Linked DNA regions of Mus musculus: regions 2, 3 and 4 are each linked to region 1. Evidence: chromatin contacts called from public Micro-C and promoter capture Hi-C data. All regions are on one chromosome and are shown on one strand. The core of a region is the stretch at or near the end of the contact, and the rest is flanking DNA. Distances in the headings are between cores, read along the strand shown. Region 1 holds the start of Lmx1b (LIM homeobox transcription factor 1 beta). Region 2 holds the start of Bmi1 (Bmi1 polycomb ring finger oncogene). Region 3 holds the start of Skida1 (SKI/DACH domain containing 1). Region 4 holds the start of Spag6 (sperm associated antigen 6).

The links. Promoter capture Hi-C pulls out the DNA fragments that hold promoters and counts their contacts. A called contact is a pair of places that touch in the nucleus more often than the background predicts.
Region 2: a contact with region 1 is called in a promoter capture Hi-C map of embryonic stem cells, with 5 read pairs. The contact joins the promoter of Bmi1 here to the promoter of Lmx1b in region 1. A contact is called at or near these places in 1 of 39 promoter capture datasets (embryonic stem cells) and 1 of 484 Hi-C or Micro-C datasets (embryonic stem cells).
Region 3: a Micro-C map of embryonic stem cells shows a contact between it and region 1, with 20 times the contacts expected there. The contact joins the promoter of Skida1 here to the promoter of Lmx1b in region 1. A contact is called at or near these places in 1 of 39 promoter capture datasets (embryonic stem cells) and 4 of 484 Hi-C or Micro-C datasets (all in embryonic stem cells).
Region 4: a contact with region 1 is called in a Micro-C map of embryonic stem cells, with 27 times the contacts expected there. The contact joins the promoter of Spag6 here to the promoter of Lmx1b in region 1. A contact is called at or near these places in 4 of 484 Hi-C or Micro-C datasets (all in embryonic stem cells) and 1 of 115 datasets of contacts at active chromatin or transcription factors (embryonic stem cells).

Annotation. Positions count from the first base shown.
Region 1 is chr2:33,639,576-33,642,523 of GRCm38.p6, reverse strand. It overlaps Lmx1b (LIM homeobox transcription factor 1 beta), which reads left to right and starts at 1,426. Exons shown (of 8, transcript NM_010725.3): 1 at 1,426-2,082; 2 at 2,849-2,948. The coding sequence starts at 1,926. Gm39790 (a long non-coding RNA gene) reads right to left here and starts at 2,863. Exons shown (of 3, transcript XR_866136.3): 1 at 2,577-2,863; 2 at 2,294-2,454; 3 at 2,053-2,145. It overlaps C130021I20Rik (Riken cDNA C130021I20 gene), which reads right to left and starts at 1,331. Exons shown (of 3, transcript NR_046275.1): 1 at 1,180-1,331; 2 at 923-1,048; 3 at 1-397.
Region 2 is chr2:18,675,499-18,678,592 of GRCm38.p6, reverse strand. It overlaps Bmi1 (Bmi1 polycomb ring finger oncogene), which reads right to left and starts at 1,575. Exons shown (of 10, transcript NM_007552.4): 1 at 1,124-1,575. Commd3 (COMM domain containing 3) reads right to left here. Exons shown (of 8, transcript NM_147778.4): 8 at 2,362-2,726. The coding sequence ends at 2,667.
Region 3 is chr2:18,046,701-18,049,742 of GRCm38.p6, reverse strand. Skida1 (SKI/DACH domain containing 1) reads left to right here and starts at 1,294. Exons shown (of 1, transcript NM_028317.3): 1 at 1,294-3,042. The coding sequence starts at 1,404.
Region 4 is chr2:18,697,383-18,700,366 of GRCm38.p6, reverse strand. Spag6 (sperm associated antigen 6) reads right to left here and starts at 1,345. Exons shown (of 11, transcript NM_001001334.2): 1 at 1,273-1,345; 2 at 1,104-1,199. The coding sequence starts at 1,297.

The sequences.
Region 1 (2,948 bases), core at 177-2,676:
CTGACCAAGCCTCCCTCAGGCTCCAAATCTGATCCGCCCTCTCGCCTCTAGCGGGGTCAGGGGACCCGCCCTCCGAGCCCTCCATCCCCTCCCGGCTTCGCGCCGCTGCTCCACAGCCGGAGGGGCCAGGGCCGCCCAGCAGCAGCTCGCAGGGGCTGTTAACTCCTGCCCTGGGACCGCACCATCCCTCCTGCTATTCCAGGACGAAACCCGCGCGGGAGTGGTGGGGCCGAAGGTACCCTGTTTCCCGATGCGACGTCTTCTAGTTTTCTCGCGGATGTCTGGCCGGATGCACCCAGGAGTCTCCAGCTGCGTGCCGCTGGCCTTGCGTTGCCCGCTGTCGAGGCCCACTTTGCCAAGGGTGGCCAGCGCTCAGTCTCTAACCCTGGCCAGGTCCCTTAGCCACAATGAAAGGGCACCGATTTCAGAGGTCACACAGATTTCCTTAGAACGACTGTACCCATGCCGTTCCAGGCCTCCACCCCTAGATCTTGAGGACACCACTTCTTACCTGCCCCTCATACTCCAAGCCTTGGGAGGCCCAGCCTTCGCCCACTGACCCCGGCCGGGAACAAGATATCTTTCCGAGCCCTGTTGACCCTCTTAACACTCTCTTGGTCTCAACCCGGGCCTGACCGTCCTCTTTCACCCAAGATCTCCCATTCTGGCTATGAGAGCCCCCTCAACTCATTCCCCCGCCCTATTTCTGCCAGGCCTGGGCTTTTTGGGACTACTTACTCAAACTACAGCCCTTACACCCCCTCCCCAGGTCAGGGTTCCCTTTGGCGAGTCCGGGGCCAGCGGTTCTTGCTTACATTTGATGTTCCCCATCCCTCGACCCTAGGAGCCCTCTCAGCACACCAGGCTGTCCGGTGCAGGCCCCGCCTCCCGAGGGGACACCAACTCAGACCCTGCGACCTACCTTAGACTACGAGTCCGGGTTTGGGCCAGCCGCTCCCGCCTGGCGCTGTCCCCTGGAGAAGTCGCTGCGTTCCCCGCCGTCCTCACAGTCTGGCCTCGCTTGGGGCCACTCCTCTGAGCGCTGGAGCTTAAAAAAAAAACAACAAAAATATTAATAATAAAAAAGGCAAGAAAGAAAAAAAAGAAAGCCTGATTTCCCCAACTCCCAAATCAATTTTTCAAGAGGGGTGGGGCACAGGATTTGTTTCGATGGCTAACCAAACTTCTGCCAATGGTGGACAGGATGGTCGCCTGGATTCAGGGCGCGGCACGGGGTGCAGGACGGGGGCTAAGGGAGCCCTCCCGCAGGGAGGGGGGGAGGCGACGGCACTATTTGACGTGGAGCAGCCGGCTCATCCCGGCGCAGTGATACGAGGCGCACCAATGAGTTCAAATGTCAGGAAGTTTGAGGAGGGGTGAGGCGGCTCGGGGCCGGAGTATCCCTCCGCCGCCAGCCCCAGCTCTAAACCGAGCGGCTCCTCGGGCGCACCATGGCACTGGAGTAGTGCGGGGAGCGCGCCTGGAGCCCCGCGGCCTGCTGCGCCCCGCCCGGGACCCTGCTGCGACGCCCGCGCCCCCCCAGCCCGCGGGGCCGCCCCTGCACCCCCGCCCCCTCCCCCGCCCGCCGCCGCCGCCGCCGCCTCCTCCTACTCCTCCGGGCGGCTCCGCGTGCCGCCCGCTGCTGCAGCCGGGACCCGGGGCTGACAAGCAGGTGACAGGCGAGCAGCGAGTGCGCGTGGCTGCGAGTAGCCGGTAGAGAGCGGCGCGCGGGGCTGCCAGCCGCCCGGGCCCTCCCGCACGACGCCGGGGCCCGGGGCCAGCGCGCCGCCGCTCCACGCTCGCCCCGGGGCAGCGGGCGGCCCCGACCCCGCGGGCGCCGCGCCTCCCCGGCTGCAGCGGAGCGGGCGGACGGGCCGGAGGGTGAGCGGCCCAGCCGGCGGGGTCCGCAGCGCGCCGGGCGTCCCATGGATATAGCAACAGGTCCCGAGTCGCTGGAGAGGTGCTTCCCTCGCGGGCAGACGGACTGCGCCAAGATGTTGGACGGCATCAAGATGTTGGACGGCATCAAGATGGAGGAGCACGCCCTTCGCCCCGGGCCCGCCACCCTGGGGGTGCTGCTGGGTGAGTGCTGGGTCGCAACGCTCGAATAGTGCGGGTCAGGGGGTAGGGTTGTCCGTCGTGCCGCTGTGGATACCGGCGTGAGGGGCAAAGAATAAAGAAAATAGGTTTTCAGGACGTGGGGAGGGGGTCCGGACCCCTGGAATGACCACCGGAGGGGTAACAAGCACACCGAGACAGAGCTCCCTGAGGGGAAAACGTTCAGGGACGTCACCTAGACAGAGGACTGAACAGCCTCAGCCGTCACTCACACCGTCCTCTCCGGGTCTGGGTTCTAGTGCTGCTACACTGGACTGAGCTGGGGTGGGAAGCGGGTGGCAGGGATGCTGGAGAACCAAGTTGTCTCCTTAGAGCCCGGGAGAGAGGCCAGGTCACCTGGGGAAGGGGAGCTTTTAGAAGAGAAAACTATCCCCGGGTCTATCCCAACCGCGGTTCTTGGGGTAGAAGGTTCCAACAGCATCGTGGGGCGTGTCAGCCAGCGAGTGTCCTGGCCTCACCTCGCTGGTTGGGTTCCAGCCGGCCACCCCGCGCGGAGCTCCTTCTCGTTGGTAATAACACCATCCGCTGGATCTCCGCGAGCGGGGAGAGCGCAGCGCCCAGCCAAGGCTGCAGGCCCTCGGCCTCACGGCGCCCCAGCTTACGGAAAGGAGCGTGCTGTCTAGGGCTGCCGGGTCTCTGGCTCGCCGGCTGGGGTCCTCAGGCGACGGGAGGCGCTCCGGGGCTGGGCCAAGCGGCGCTGACGGCCCGGCTCTCGCCCTGTGCGCTGCAGGCTCCGACTGCCCGCATCCCGCCGTCTGCGAGGGCTGCCAGCGGCCCATCTCCGACCGCTTCCTGATGCGAGTCAACGAGTCGTCCTGGCACGAGGAGTG
Region 2 (3,094 bases), core at 326-2,825, about 15 Mb after region 1:
TCCTTTTATTGCAATTGGGAATGATCAAAGTCTCTCTCCTTGTTTATTTCCAATTATTAACTGTAAAGCTCTGGGGAAACGATCATGCTCCAGCGCTGTCAAGTCCAAATGACTACGTAAACATAAGCAATCAACGCGTTAGTGCTCCTTCTCCGAAGCATCCATCCCCTTACTTCATGACCTATTCTGACATTTAGCAAAATCTATAAAATGCAATGGACCTAAGTCTCAGCTCATCCCACAGCAAAGGGGAAAGTTGTAGTGTCTTCGAGAGAAAAGAAGAAAAAAGGAGGGGTGAGAGTGGAGAGAGAAAGGGCGCTCAGCAAGGCTAACGTACAGTCACCGGCTTCACTCCAAAACAAAGCTCAAATTTTAAATGCCCACCTCCTTGAGAGCTCGCCCCAAGTACGTATGGAACCCCTGTCCTCGACTCCCAACAAATACCACCTTGAAAACTTTACCCTTTCCAACACAAATGCACAAGACCTTGGAAACAACTGGGAACCGCCATCTTACCAGCCATCCAATTTCACACAAGTGTCCCTCCAACTTAAGTTAATAACATTTTTGTCGGGGCTCCCCCCAGCCTAACACCCACCTCGTCGGGATCGCTGTTCCCCACAGTACCCATCCCTATAAAATGGGGGCGTTCCCTGGAGGTTCAAAGACCTCCAGAGCCCTTTCTTCGGGAGAGGAGGGAAGCCACTGGACCCAGGCAGCGCCCGATCTCGGGATCCCGTCCCCGTTTCAGCAAAGTCTACCTCTCAACAAAGGGCGCAGCGGCCGCGGGAGCCGCGCAGGCTGGAGACACAAGTGCCGCTCTCGGGGACCATGTGCGGCGCGAGGGTGCCGAGGGGCGCTCGGGGGAGCGGGGAACTAAAACGTGGGGCGGCGCGGCGCGGCCGGGCGCGGGCGGCGGCCGGAGCGGCTGGAGCGCGGTCAGGCGGCGCTGGTGCGGGCTGCGGGGCGTCCGGCGCCGCGGGAGGCGGCGGGCGCGCGGGCGCGGGCGCGGGGCGCGGGCCGGTTGCCCACGCTGTCAGCGCCTCCGCCCCCCCCCCTCCACGCCGCCCCGACCCCCACCAGTCCCCGGCCACGGCCCGTCGGCGCCTCGCCTCCTACGTACCCGGAAAGAGCGGCCGGCGCGAGGCGATCTGAGCGGGCGGAAAAGACAATGAAAGTTAAAAGTCGTTCAGCATAAAATGAATGCGAGCCAAGCGGCCATCTTGGAGCGAGCCGCCGCCGCCGCTGTCAATGGGCACCGAGCGCGGCCGAGAGCAGCCACGGCCGCCGCGCTCCGCTCATGCCGCTCCCCCGCCGGCCTCCTGCTCGCGCGCTGCGGCCTCCTCCTCCCGCGCGGCCTCCTCCGCCTCCGCGCGGCCTCCGCCGCCGCCTCCTCGGGGCCTCTCCTCCTCCTCGGCGCAGCCGCCGCCTCCCGGCCGCGCTCGGGGGAGGGCGCGCAGAGGGGCCGAGCCGTATTATTCTGCGGGGCCGGGAGGTGTTGCTAAGCCTGCGCGGGGCTCCCTCGCCAACCTCCCCATTGTCTCTCCCGATCTCTGCCTTTAATACTACGATTATGATTTCAGACTCGCGTGGGGGAGGCGGGCTGGCGGGCGGGCGGGGGGCGCCGAGTGTGCTTGCGGGCCGGGTGGCGGGGGAGGGGAGGGAGGACCAGGAGGGGGAGGGGAGGGTGGAAAAAAATGCACGGCTGAAGGCAGAGTGGAAACTGACACCGGCTCCAAAATGGCTCGGAGTCCGCCCGCCCCCTCCCCCGCCCCCCGCCGGGTCACGTGCTCCCCTCATTCCTTAAGGGCGGCCTGGGAATTAGTGTCGGTGTAGTCGGGCCCGTGGCCGCCCCCTCCCCTCGCAGCGCGCCGCGAGCCGCGCGCCCAGCCCCCTCCCCTCCCCGCGCAGCGCGCCGGGGCCGCGACGGAGGCATTTCTCCACAGCGCCACACGCCGCTCTCCCGGCGCGGCCCGCTCGGCCCCGCACGCCGCCCCGCCCCCCACCATGTCTCCTGCTTCTGGCGCACACGTCCGCGGGGCCCGCCGCCGGGGGCGCCCGGCCGCTGCCCCGGCTCGGCCCTGCCGAACCTGCGCCGGATCGGGCCCGCGGAAACAACAGCGGCCGCCCCGCCCGCTGGCGGCCGGGAAGAGGCGCGCGCGGGCAGCGGCCGGGCTGGCTCCGCTCGCGGGGTCGGGCGGGCCGGGCGCAGGTAACGGGCGGGCCGGGCAGCGAGCACGGCCCGGCCGCACACCTTTCCCGAAACACTTAACCTGGGGCAAGGCAGGCGTCCGAGCCCACGCAGGGCAGATGTGCTTGGCACACTCAGTCGTCAAAGTCACACACAAACTCCAAACAGAATGCCGCCCTTCTTGTGGGAATACCACCGTATTTATTCAGGGTACGATACTTTAATAGGGCTTGAAGACGCTCAAGATAGAAGGAACGCAAGAGTAATACTGAAAATCCAGATGCTTAAGAGTCTCCCTCTTAACCATTTCACATGTGTAAAAAAAGTGTCAAAATTGATGGTTGGCATCACTTCAAAAGGGTGCTAGCTCTTTTTCCACTGAAAATGACATCCAGCTCGCGCGAACGATGGTCCAGCAGGAGACAAGGCGCGTCTGGTTTTCCTCTAGGCTCCTGGGGTCATCAGCCTCCCCAAATTACAACTGAGTTGCTCTTTCCAGGCTTTTTGAAGCATCCTTAAGTTTCCCCACCAAGTCCTAAAAGATGTACAATCATGTCACAACTTGGGCATACAAGTGAGGAAGCAGCAACTCTGAAGCAGCTGCAAGAACACAGTCGGAAGGAAGAACACCTAAGGAGTCCACGGGAGCTCAACAGCTCGCAAAGCCCTTTGGAAAAGAAGCGCTTCTTCTGCTGGATCTGGTCCTCCAATCAGGTATTCAAGTTCTAGTTAAAAGGGAATTTCTAACAGAATTTTTGCAGGCTGAGAATATCTAAATTATCTCTCAACTTCTCTAAGGAAGGTTATGATTCACACACATTTTCTGTTTAAAGTTTCGCTAATATTTACTCTAAAGTGACTACAGATGTCTTTGGAACATTTAATTTCATTCAAATTTTCAGG
Region 3 (3,042 bases), core at 45-2,544, about 16 Mb after region 1:
CCGTCCCTTTCCTTCCCTTTGCTGCAGAAGGAAGTATCTGCTCCCTGGAATTCGGACCTGTGGACAAGCTTCCAGCTCAGGCCGGTGCTGGGCACTCTAGAATGACCTCACCTCTACTCCAGGCTAGTTAATGGTGAAAAGTGTACTCATCTCTGGCTTATCTGTGCTTTGTTATGGGCCTGACGAGAAACTACCTTCCCCCTGCCCCACTCCTCAGCAAAGAAGCGAAATCCAATTGAATTGTTACATGTTCCTGAGGTGGAGCCTCGAACTGCTTTCTTGGTCAAATAACTTTGTTTCTGGTTGTAAAAGGCATGGGGGGTGGGGGGACTCGAGAGAAATTGCCAACGTAAGTCTGTACTGGGCTGGGTCACCTCAGGGTTTAACTTTAGAGCTCCCAGCCAGTCTCCTCCACTCCCAGAAGGGAAATACCAGGCTATTCTGCACGTTTTCCCTTAAGCTTCATTTTCCAAAGAAAAGAAGGGTGGGGTATATCTATTTGAGCTTGATAATGTTTTTTAAATGCTTTCCTTTGAAACGATAATAGCTGTATCGGTAAAATGCAAATAAAGCAAAAATAGGCAGTATTTCTTTAAAGGGGAATATACGGTTCTCTCTCTCTCTCTCTCTCTCTCTCTCTCTCTCTCTCTCTCTCTCTCTCTCTCTCTCTCTCGTACATACACTGCTTCTGATGAAGTCTGTGAGTCAGGCTGTTTCTGAGCTCCGATAGTTTAATGGAAAGATTTATATACCGGCTGTATTATTTACTTTGGGAGGGGAGGTGGCAGTATAAGGGTATGCTAATTAGTAGGAGATTTTGGGGGGAAGGGGTGGAATATCAATTTTTATTGCATCACCTGTCAGGAGTGTCCAATCAGCGTTGGCTTTAGGGGAATTAATTGATGAAGGTGTCTCCGGACGAGCTCACTTCACTCTGTCATTTTATTTGTAGCTAAAGCAGCGGCGGGAATAGCAGCTGCATTTCTTTTCTCTTTCTCCCTTCACATTCCATTATCATAGTGCTCCAATGGAGAAGGAAGGAGTAGCGGGGCCCAGGTACTGATCCGCATCGAGGACTCAGACCAACACACTGGCAGAGCTGAAACCGGATGGTCTTTTCCCTCTTTTTTAAAAAAACGAAAACCAAAAAAAAAAAAAAAAAAAAAAAAAGCGAGAATCAAGTCAGTGTAATTTCTTGGGGTTTTTCTTCCCCCCCCCCAACCCCCCAGTAATTCGCCTAGAGTTTGGCACTCCCTTCGCCGGGAATAACAGTCTTTGTTATTTTATTAGCAGGATGCCTTGAGACACACGCAGCATCTGGCGGAGGATTAACATACATACATGTGTATGTATGCGTCACGTATATATTTACTGCAAATGGTGGGGATCATTTAGTGCCCGAGATGGGAGACCTGAAGTCAGGTTTCGAAGAGGTGGATGGCGTGAGGCTCGGCTACCTCATCATTAAAGGGAAGCAAATGTTTGCTCTCTCCCAAGTCTTCACAGATCTGCTGAAAAACATCCCGAGGACGACCGTGCACAAGCGCATGGATCATCTGAAAGTGAAAAAGCACCACTGCGATCTGGAGGAGTTGCGGAAACTCAAAGCAATCAACAGTATCGCCTTCCACGCGGCCAAATGCACGCTCATCTCCCGGGAAGACGTAGAAGCGCTCTACACATCCTGCAAAACCGAGCGTGTGCTCAAGACCAAGCGAAGGAGAGTCGGTCGGGCCCTGGCCACAAAGGCGCCGCCGCCAGAGCGCGCCGCCGCCGCCAGCCCCCGCCCGGCTTTTTGGAAGGACAAGCACCAACTTTGGCGGGGCCTGAGCGGAGCCGCGCGGCCCCTGCCAATCAGCGCGCAGTCCCAGCGTCCGGGCGCCGCCGCCGCGCGCCCCGCCGCCCATCTACCTCAGATTTTTAGCAAATACCCGGGCTCCCACTACCCGGAGATCGTTCGCTCGCCTTGCAAATCCTCTTTAAACTATGAAACTGCCCAGCTCCAGGGAAACTACGTCGCCTTCCACTCGGACCCCGCTTATTTTCGGAGCCTGCTGTGCAGCAAGCACCCGGCTGCAGCCGCCGCCGCCGCCGCCGCCGCTGCTGCTGCCGCCGCCGCCGCCGCCTACTACCAGACTGCCGGGCCTCAGCCCAAGGCGGCGACCGGCGCGGGAGGCCCAGTGAGCCTGACTTACCGCTGCAAGCGCAAGCGCGGGGGCGCCAAGAACTGCCTGCTCCCGCCTCACGCCGGAGCCCGGCGCCTGCTGCTGCTGCCCAGATCCTACAAAGCCAAGGCGGCGGCGGCGGCAGCAGCGGCGGCTGCTGCTGCGGCGGCGGCGGCCGGGGCCACTTGCTTGGAGAGGTTTCATCTGGTCAACAGCTTCTGCCCGCCTCCCCACCACCACCATCACCATCACCACCATCATCATCACCATCACCACCGAGCCCAGCAGCCAACGCCGAGTCACCACCCCTCTCATCACCACCGGCCGCAACCCCATCTAGGAAGCTTTCCCGAGAGTTGTAGCAGCGACTCCGAGTCCAGCTCCTACTCCGACCATGCAGCCAATGACTCGGATTTTGGCTCCAGTTTGTCCAGCTCCAGCAACTCGGTGTCCTCAGAGGAAGAGGAGGAGGAAGGAGAGGAGGAGGAGGAAGAGGAGGAGGAGGAAGAGGGGGGCAGCGGGGCCTCGGATTCCAGTGAAATCAGCTCGGAGGAGGAGGATTCTTCCACCGAGTCAGACTCCAGCTCCGGGTCCAGCCAAGTGTCAGTGCAGAGCATCCGTTTCAGGCGCACCAGCTTCTGCAAGCCTCCCAGCGTGCAGGCGCAGGCCAACTTCTTGTACCATCTGGCCTCCGCCGCCGCTGCAACCAAACCCGCTGCTTTCGAGGATGCCGGCCGACTTCCCGACCTCAAGAGTAGTGTCAAAGCCGAGTCACCAGAGGAGTGGAGTCTGCAGAGCTGGGCTCCCAAAGGGACTCCGGTGTACTGCCCGGCCAGCTTGGGGAGTTGTTTCCCAGAGATAAGAAACGATAGGGTAT
Region 4 (2,984 bases), core at 96-2,595, about 15 Mb after region 1:
ATTTAAACTAGTTTTAAATTAGATCTCATCCTGTAAACTGAGGTTTTCTTAAGACCTAGTAAGTGGCATCAAGCTTACAGTTCAGTCAGAGGCTTTTGTGGAAAGCTGTCTTCTGGGCGATGCTGGAGGCCCCTTCGTGTGTGTGTGTGTGTGTGTGTGTGTGTGTGTGTGTGTGTCCCTCTGCCTCTCTGTCTTTCAGCCTCAAATCATAAGGTGACTACAGACAAAGACATTTAGAGCAGAGGCTTATGAAGTACGGACCTTTTCCAGGATGTCTAAGTGACTAAGGTGATGGGGAAGGTATTTTCAGTGGTGTAGTCAATGGTAGATTACACTGGTTCCTGTTAGTAATGCTAAACTCATTGGTTCTCCAAACTAGATTTGGATGGAATCCTTTCTGTGGTCTGTGTTTGGTGCCCCATCAGTGTTGTCTCTTCAGAAACACACACACACTCACTAGTGGTGGTGGAACAAAGATGGATTTCACTAACTGTGACCTCTCCTCTTTCCCCTCCTTCCTTTCAGACTAAGGGGTGGGAAAAGGATGCCCTGTAAGATTCACAAAACCAGGTCCGTTTTGCCTGCTTCGAATGTCCTGGAAAAAATTTCAAGCATACTACTCTTACTCCATTAATGCCTAGAGGAGACCAGTGAAATCAGCCTGGGATTTCTTTGCTTCTAGGAAGTGAATGTGATCTAGGAGTGACAAGAGAGGGATAGACTAGGTCTGGTTAGGGTACGTTCCCATCCAGGAAAACGACTTCTGGCAGTTCATATGGCAGGCCGATTGCAACGAAGATGGAAATAATACCAGGCCTCCTCCACTGCCTCACCCACAAGATACCGCGGAGGGGAGGGAGTCCGGCGGAACTTGGCACCACTTTAGCCTACTTCCTCGGCTCCCCAAAAGCTGAGCTAATAAGGGAGCATAAAGACAATGTGGGCAGCTGGGAAAGAAAGAGGACCGGGGACCAAGGGAGGCTGGGGCGCTGGGTGGTGTGAGGATGAAGTGCGGGATGAAGGATGAGGCCAAGGCGATGAAGGAGGAAGATGGATTCGGGATGAGGTGTGGGACCAGGGTCCCATGAGCTGTGAAGGCTCACCCGCATTCTGCAGTGTCTCGATGTTCTGGGGTTTGGTCGCCTGCTCCGCCACCATCTGCACAAACCGGGTCCGGGCGTTCTGGTACAGCTCGAACACTGCAGAGAGAGGCGAAGTGGAGTAGCCCACCCTAGGAGCCAACCCGTCGGGGCGCCTTCCCAAGGCTCCTACCTTGCAGCACCTGCCGCTGGCTCATGGTGCCGCGGCGCGTGTCGGGTCCGCTCGCCGCGACCCCTCAACGTCCCTCGGGACTGCTCTGTGTACCCACACTCCTGGGCAACCAGTCGGAATCGGAACGCAGCCGTCCTGTCGCAACAGTTAAGTCCCAGGCATGACATCACAATGGTCGATGGAGTGGTGGAGGGACGACCTGATAAGCTGGGACTCCAGTGTTGCTCGAGACAGTCCGTCGGTTGTCACTTCCCTGTAGGCGGTGCACAGGGCGCCAGAGTCTCCCGGGAGGACTTGGTCTATGCCGACCCATCCACGAGGCAGGGTTTTCCCGACTGCAGCGCGACTGCAGCGCGAGCGGGCTAGGGGCTGGAGAGAAGGGGTGCGCTCGGGGACCAGGCGTCAGGCAGATAGACGCGTTGGCCCGGCGTGTCCCCGGATCAAAGCAACACTGGCAACACATTACTCCGTGTTGCTCTTAATGCCTCTCTTCCTTACCTGGCACTTCTGATTTCCGAATTCCTGGAGAGTCACAGCAATCGTGTCCATACACTGAATTACGATATATTAACAACAATTAAGGACACTTAGAGAGTCTGTGGAAAAGCAGAAAAGAAAATAATATGATAAATATCCATCTTGCAGGTTTTTCTAATGACTACCAAGTTTGCTGTCTCTATATTTCAATATGACTTCTAAAAAATAATTTCTTTTAAATTCGGGCCTTATTTTGTTGCTCGGTGACATTTCCAAAAGAGACATTTCTTTTTATCTGAAAAGACCAGCTCACATAAATGGAGCTCCGCAGCCTTTCTTTTTCATCAAATTTAAGCACTACAGTTTACCGTTAGTTCTAGCTCCTCTCTTAAAATTCTGCACCAAATGTTTCAGTGACAGGTGTCAATTTTAAATATTTCTCTCTCTGAAACTACCATTTCACCAGGTGTCAAATGGACAACTAGCCACAGCTGCTGCCTAATCGTGGCAGACCGGAAATCTTTGCTATCACCAAGAGGACGCACACACATCTCTGGTTTTCATACTTGGAATCTTCTACTACAGTCACTTTTAACTCCTGATAGGAGCTCTCTGAAGAAGCCTTGGTATTCCCTGGAGTCCTAGAAGGCTGGGACTAGTGTGTCTAGTCCTCTTCACACCCTGGGACAGCCTTTGGCTTCTGCAGGTCAGCAGTCAGAGACACATCCTTTTACTTAACTCTGTAAGTTTCACAGTGGTCTTCTACATTCTCCCCAACAGGACTCCCAGGTACAGATATAGAGGGAAACCCGGAGTGAATTATTAAAATTGCTAATGGAGTGTACTTAATTTATTTTCAGTTCCCTGTAGCATTTTGAAGACTTAAAAAAACAAAAACAAAAACAAAAACAAAACAAAAAACCCCTCACAACTTAAAGGTCCTGGTGCTTAGTTTCAGTCTTTAGACAATTCAAACTCCTAAATTGCTACACCCTCCATTTTTAGTAAGTGCTTTGCTCTTTATTTTCTATGTTCTATTTATTTTCTACTTTAAACTTGTTAGGAATTCAATAACCTCCATATGGGATGCTAGGTTTTAAAAGTCAAGTAGAAAAAATATTTAAAACTATAAAGTCTGTATTCATGAACAATGCCCATTAGTAGAATTTATTATCCTGTTGAAACACATTATAGGATGCCTATTTCATATCTGAACAAGCTAGATGGAGTAAAGA